Linked DNA regions of Mus musculus: region 1 is linked to region 2. The links are chromatin contacts, called in public HiChIP or PLAC-seq maps. All regions are on one chromosome and are shown on one strand. The core of a region is the stretch at or near the end of the contact, and the rest is flanking DNA. Distances in the headings are between cores, read along the strand shown. Region 1 has its middle 22 kb from the start of Gm36772. Region 2 overlaps Tns3 (tensin 3).

Region 1 (3,481 bases), core at 801-3,300, 220 kb before region 2:
CTGGTTTACTGCAATGGGTGCAATGGATTCTTTCTCAATTCTCCTGTATTCATCTGTTCCCTTCATGAAGTTGATTCTCTTTTGTGCTATCATGGTGAAACTGTCTTCTTTCCTCCACCTTGTATGCTGTCCACCATGTATACATGCTATATACTGTCTGTGTATGCTGTCTGCTGTGTATGATGTCTACCATTTATGCTGTCTGCCATTCATGTACGTTGGTCACTGTGTGTGATGTCTACCATGGATGCTGTCCACTGTGTGTGATGTCTACCATGTATGCTGTTCCTTTAAGCACTCTCTATAGAGCTGATTTGGCAGTCATGAACTGATTTACTCTGTGCATCTCTTTAACTAACCTGATTTCTTCATCAATTTTAAGAGATGGCTTTGCTGAGTGTAACAATCTGGATGGACAGCTATTTACACTCAGCACTTAAAATAGTTCCTGGGTCTTAGGGTTGCTAATGAGAGATCTGATAGTACTCAAGTGTATTTGCCTTTGTTCATTGCATTTTTCTTTACAGATTTTAATATTATTTTGCTTTCTCTTGGTAGTTTTGGCATCTTTAGAATATAGTAGAGAGATTCTTCTTTGGCAGGTCCATTTGAGGTTCTTAATGCTTCTTCTACTTAGCTGTCCAACTCCTTCCCTTGGTTTCAGAGACTTCTACTATAGGCTCCCTAAACACGTTTTCTTTGCTTTTTGTTTTTGTTTCCACTTCCTCAAATTCTGTGAATTCCTAAGTGTGTCTTAATTGCACTCCACAATTCATAGATATTATAGTTCAACTCTTTTCTTCACTGATGTTCGATGTCACATTCCCTTCTTGCCTCCTTCCTCACTTCCTTTAGCTGGACTGGTCTGTTGTAGAAGCCATTTTGGTCCTGTTTGTTTGTCTTTAATTCATGGAAATGTATTTCTATTTGGATTCCATTTCCTTACTGACTCTCTTACACATCCTTCTAACTTTCTCCCCTGCATTTCTGACTTCCTTTTCTGTCCTAAATTGATTTCCTTACTCCATTCATCTGCCTGTTTATATCTCATCAATGGCATCAATCATATTTTAGTATTTAATTGATCATTTAACGCTCTATCACTGCACTACTGAGCTCAGTAGCTGAGGAATTTCGGTGTGCTGAAGGTCTCGTCTTGCCTTGCTTTTGTGCGGTTATATGTTTCTGTGTTGTAATTAGCTCATCTGTTGGTTTCACTCCATCTGCCAGTTCTGCCTGGGGTCTTATGGAGCTGCCCTTTAATAGGCCCAATTCTCAGCAGTGCCATTCAAGAGGAGAAAGGAACAACACCATAAGCAACACCAGCAAGTCAAACAAGATACACAAATACCCTCCTACTCAAGTAGGAATGAAGATGAAAGCCTGAGGGCGGGAGGGCAGAGTGAGACTACATCACATCCCACTGTTGACCAAGAACATGAACTGGACAAGGCAATGGAGAGATGATAAACTAAAAACTATGAAGGATGAAGGTAGAGATATGAGTGAAATGAAGGGAAAGGGAAAGAAAAATTAAAGTTATGCAAAAGAAAATCCAAATAGAAAAGGAAGACCATGAAGAGGAAGAGGAAAGACCAAGAGATTTTAAAGGAAGAAGGGAAAGGAGAGGTTGAGGAGAAGGCAGGGAAAACATTGCCTAAAAATGAAAAGTTAAACAAGTCAGGTAAATATAAGAAGGGAAATAAAAATTCAAAACAAAAGTATTTGGAAAACAAAAACCAGAGGCCTTCCATGTAAGCTAGTGGAGCATACGTTTCTTCCCTGTGACCTGGTTAAAGGGAAGAGTCAATTCTAAGAATTGGCCATTCCAAAAAGAAAAAGACTAATAGCTTTGGAATCCACAGAGGTGACAACAGACACCAACTAGTGACAAGCACTAGTTGAACAAACCAGACATAGCTCCAATGGTGTGGCTACTGGGCAGAGGTGGGGAAGCACCAGCCCCACCCAAAAGATAAGAATAAGCCAGAGCCTTCACAAGCCCCAGATGCAGCTGCAGGCTTCCGTGAGACAATGATTCCTCAGGCTAATGAGTCAGCAGCAATGAGAAGCATGGCTCTGTCTTTCTATGACTCAGGGGGGCATCCGAGAAGCTTAAGCCTGAGAGAGATCCTAGTTTGGAAAAGAGAGCTATCCTGAAGGATGGAGACAGCTGAGTTCAGCCTGCCACAGCCCCGGGTTGTGACACAGCCTATGACACAGATAGAACATGGAACGCTCAGAGGTGCAGCTTGTGGGAAGCTATATTCAGATTATTAAGAGCGGGACCTCAGTCTCAGTGGCCAAATGCCAATCCCTTTAGCTGAGATATCACTGGATTTTGACAGCCGTAAGCCTAAAGTGAATCAACTTGTAGAGCCACCATCTCCCTTTTAGTGCTGTAGAGCATGGGAAGGTAGCATTTCTTCAGCAGAGTGAGCAACACTTAGGGAATCTTCAAATGGATGGATCTAGAAAGTACAGTATTAAACAAGATGACCCAAACTTGAAATACAAAGTACACGATGTGACGATCCTAGCCTATTGTGTATGTGTATGTGCATATCAACAGATAAGTGTGAGGAAAACCTAAAACACCAGAGAGAAGATGGAGAGAGGAGACCAACAGATGAAGAACAGTGGAACTTAAAAGTGGAAAAGAGAGCCAGGCGGTGTTGGCACATGCCTTTAATACCAACACTTGGGAGGCAGAAGCAGGTGGATTTCTGAGTTCAAGACCAGCCTGGTCTTCAGAGTGAGTTCCAGGACAGCCAGGGCTACAGAGAAACCCTGTCTCAAAAAACAGAGACTATGGAGAAGGAAGCTAGAGGAGAGTGGGACAGGGGAGATGGGAGAAGATAGCAGGAGAGGCAACAGGAACAAAGTACAACCATGCATATGTGTGAGCAGGACACAATGAAACCCATCCATTAGTATGCTAACTTAACAATGAGTGAAAAATAAACAGACTTTTAAATGCTGCTTACTACAGTCAGCAAAAATCAGAACAAACATGGTCTGGACCTGCCATCCCAACTGTCCTATTCTTTAGTCTTCTGTGGGTTTTGGTTTGGTTTGGTTTGGTTTTTGTTTGTTTGTTTTCCAGTTTGGGTAGGCAGGTAAATGTGACGTCTGTTATCGTCCATTTTTATCTGGAAGCAGTTTATTAAAATGTAATGATCACACCAAGCTTAGTGGCACAGGCCAGTGACCCCACATGGCTGTGGAGCAGAGCAAAGGACATATGTGGTGGCGAGACCTCCAGGTTTGGTCCTACATCATCAGAGCTCCCGGCTACTCACTTAGCTGAGGACCAGCCTGCTGAAGAACCTGTGAAGGAGGCAGACTACACTTGGCCCCTGGGGTCTGAAATTGACTGCTGAATTGTCTCTGGCATCATTTTCTCCTGGTTTCTGCTGCCACTTGGGAAACAGCTTCTCTTCCCACAGTGGCCCTCCCACACTGAGGATTCTCTCACATC
Region 2 (3,422 bases), core at 807-3,306:
TTTAGATCAAAGTGTGATAACTTCTGGGGAGGTGGCTGGGATTGGCTAAGGTATAAAAGCACTGGGGACATTTTTCCTTTGGGGGCCTGCAGCCTGTTGGTGGGGGAAAGGGACTTCCTACTTGCTGATGCCTTGGAGGGAGCCAAAGGCTGTGTGGTGCAGGCTCCTTGCTGTGTGTCATCCTACAGGCCATAGGCTCAGCCCAGCCACAGGTCATGGCTGGTCATCCACAGACTCTGACCTTCCCTCAGTAAAAGGAGCAAGAAGAGAGGCAAATGATGAGTTTTAGGGTTACCTGTGCAATCCGTGATAGAGGCGCTCAATAGTGAGATCCCTGCTGTGGTCTCCTAATAGTGTTGCCCTCGGCAGAATCTGGTGGTACAGGCAAAGACCGACTCTCCTCCAGTTTGCAGCCCGTCCCGAGAGATGGATGGGCTGCTAACATGATCCTGACATGTCAAGCTTTGGGGTCAGAGGCACCAAGGGTGGGCTTCAGAGGCAACCATAGGATGATCAGAACGGGCCAGGCTGGGGAGGGCAGGGTGTAGCTAGTGTAAGGGTCATTAGGGAGCTGTCAGCATGGTCCACTGAGGACCTAGGGTGTATCCTCAAGAGGCGGAGCTTTCCCTGTGGGTGATGGGACACTGCGTCATTTTCCATGGTGGTCGTAGGCAGTAAGCACATGACGGCAGAAACCTGGACTAGGGACAGAGATGCTGGATGTCACTGCGCTGTGAGCATGGCCGTTAGTTCCTTGGTGCAACTGTAAGCCTCTGCTCTTTCTCACTGCTACTTGGATTGCGAATGTGAGGCTTAGGGGGCCAAGCAGTTCCTACTCAGCCTCTCCTTAGAGGCTGCCCATCATCTGAAGGCCTGGCTGAGGTTGGAGTCTGCTGTCACTGAGACATCATGCCCATGGAGTTGGCAGACTGAGCTGAGTGTTGGCTGGTGGCTTCCATTTCTTTCCAGATTGGCAGCTCTGCAGGGTTGCTGAAGTAGCCCTGTAAAGTGGCAGAAGGCATCATATTCTTTGCCCCCAGAAACCACACAGTATCCTCTCTAACATGCAGACAGCAGTGATTCATTGTACATGGGGATAGTTATTAAGGCCACCATGAAGCTATCTGATGTGTCTGAAGTGCTGTCTCTTCCTAATTTTGTATTTTCTGCTGTTTCTCCTTTCCTCTGCTTGGGCTGGCTTCTGTATGGTTGTTTGTTTGTTTTTTTTAAAGATTATTTATTTTTATGTGCATTGGTATGTAGCCTACATGTCTTGTATATCTGTGTGAGGGTGCCAGATCCCCTAAAACTGTGAGTTAGAGACAGTTGTGAACTGCCACGTGGGTGCGGGGACTTGAACCCTGGTCCATTTGAAGATCAGCAGCTAGTGCTCTTTCCTACTGAGCCATTTCTTCAGCTCCATGTCTGGGTTTTTCACCTCTCTCGGAAGCTCTGTTCTTATCTAGTGAAAATCATTCTTGTCTTAGAAACCCTTGGTCACCATTATGTGTTGTGCTGATTAGAGGAAGAAGAATAAATATTTGTGGTATGTATTTTAGCAAGTCTTAAAAGCTTGGACAGACAGTTGAAAACAAGATCACCCACAGATAAAAACTCAAATAGGTTTTTAACTCCTGGGGTTCACAAACTCCTAGGCTCTGGGAAAATTTATCTGTTTAAGCCTTGCTTAAACTTTTTGGTCAAGTATTATCCAGAAGGCAGAGTGGCCCAACAGAGTGGAAACTTTGCTGAGCTCCTGAGCTCACAGCACCAAGCTGCAATTTGTTTGGTCCCTGTCTCTGACCTCTGAGGCCTTGTTGTCTGGGCTCTGCACACTTATGTCCTGGTCATCACTTTGTAGTTTGAAAGCAGGGGCCCATGAAGGATTCCATTTGACATTGATAGTTCTGTGAGGGGGAACAGAGGTTCAGAGATCCTAGAATTTGCCTTGGGGAGCTGGGCTGGAGGGGCAGAGCCCAGACAGGAAGTCTCAGGCAGGTGCCTTGGGGAAGGCATTGAAGCCTCCGTGGTGCAAAGCACCCAAGGGACCTTGTGGTGGTCTGATATGCAGTTGCTTCATTTCCCATTGTCTTCATGCTGCCCTTTCTGCCACGTATGGCCTTGTCACTACACTGTGCCACGCTGCTGCTACTGGCCCTATTCCTTGAGGCCAGCTGCGGCCTGCCTCCGGGCCAGAGGGGAGAGCCTGTGAAATCCACATTGGTTCCAGCACCCCGTCTGCATTGTTGGGGCCTCCCATGACACAGGACCCGCACTGCTCACATAATGGCCTCTGTTGAAGGACTCTTCTGTAGGAATTTAGACATGAATTTATTCTGACAGTGTCTGCTTGGGTCTCCCGGAAGTGGAAATCTGCAGAGACCAAATGAACTCATGACTTTCCTTCTTCTAGGAGGGCTCTGATGAAAGGCCTGGGGCTTTGTTCCTCCCCACCTCTCCCCCCCCCTCCTTTACCTTTCCCCTCCTTCTCCCCCTGTCTTTGCCCTCCCCCTCCTTCCCCTCCCCCTTCCCCTCCCCCTCCTTCCCCCTCCCCCCTCTCCCTTCCCCTCCTCCCCCTCCTCTTTCCCCAGGGATCAGTTTTAACTCTAGGCCAATGTGAAGGGCTTCTGCTTTCCAGGTCCTGCCTTTCTTCTTTGTGTCTCCAACTTGGTTGATTAAGTCTTTTAAAAAATACCGGTCTATTTATGAGAAATAAGTAGACTCCTGATAAATTTCTACCCGGACTGTCTGAGCTTTTGTTGTTGTGGTTTTCCTCCTCTTTCTCCTCCTCCTCCCCCTTCCTGCTCCTCCTCCCCCTCCTCTTCTTCCTCCTCCCCTTCCTCCTCTTCCTCCTTCTCCTTCCCTCCTCCTCCCTCTCCTCCTTCTCCCCATCTCCTGTTCCTCTTCCCCCCTCCTTCTTTTCCTCCCCCCCCTGTTTCTCCCTGTTCTGGGAATTGAATCATCTAAATCCTGATACACGCTGAGCACACATGTAACCACACAGCTATGCCTTGGTTCTCAGTTGTCACTTTGTCTCAGTGTGCCTTCTCTGTGCACAGCCACTTCTTGTCAGGGAGAATGCTGTTGGAGCCTTCCCCTCTCAAGGATGGAGACCTGGCAAATGTCACCTGAGATTGCATGACTAACAGACATCCTTTCTTTCTTTCAGCCTGCAAGTATTCCTACCACAAGAGATGTGAAGCCCAGGTAAGCATTCTGCAGTTTCCCATGGGACTTCTTTGAGCTGGACTTCACTGACTGATGTTCAGAGGGGGAGGGGAGCCTCTGGCCCGAAGCCTCCGAAAAGAAGGCCCTGTAAGCAGAGGCTGGTGGATACCACCGAGTGCAGAATGCAACTTTCATCTCAAGAACAAACCGACAAAGCTTTGAAATCTATGGTTTTCATTATAGAATATAATGCT

What was found. HiChIP or PLAC-seq counts read pairs in DNA pulled down with a chosen protein or histone mark.
Region 1: a contact with region 2 is called in an H3K27ac HiChIP or PLAC-seq map of extraembryonic endoderm stem cells, with 3 times the contacts expected there. The contact joins two enhancer-like sites. A contact is called at or near these places in 5 of 115 datasets of contacts at active chromatin or transcription factors (embryonic stem cells, extraembryonic endoderm stem cells, pancreatic cancer cells and 1 more).

Annotation. Positions count from the first base shown.
Region 1 is chr11:8,820,195-8,823,675 of GRCm38.p6, reverse strand. No RefSeq gene overlaps it. Among named protein-coding and RNA genes, the nearest start is that of Gm36772, 22 kb to the right of the region's middle. Within about 2 kb of position 2,050, at least 44 of the 459 cell types and tissues checked have an H3K27ac peak or open chromatin away from gene starts, as enhancers often do. A contact at or near this core is called in extraembryonic endoderm stem cells, where this site is marked.
Region 2 is chr11:8,600,340-8,603,761 of GRCm38.p6, reverse strand. It overlaps Tns3 (tensin 3), which reads left to right. Exons shown (of 31, transcript NM_001083587.1): 3 at 3,170-3,207. Among named protein-coding and RNA genes, the nearest start is that of Tns3, 62 kb to the left of the region's middle. Within about 2 kb of position 2,056, at least 64 of the 459 cell types and tissues checked have an H3K27ac peak or open chromatin away from gene starts, as enhancers often do. A contact at or near this core is called in extraembryonic endoderm stem cells, where this site is marked.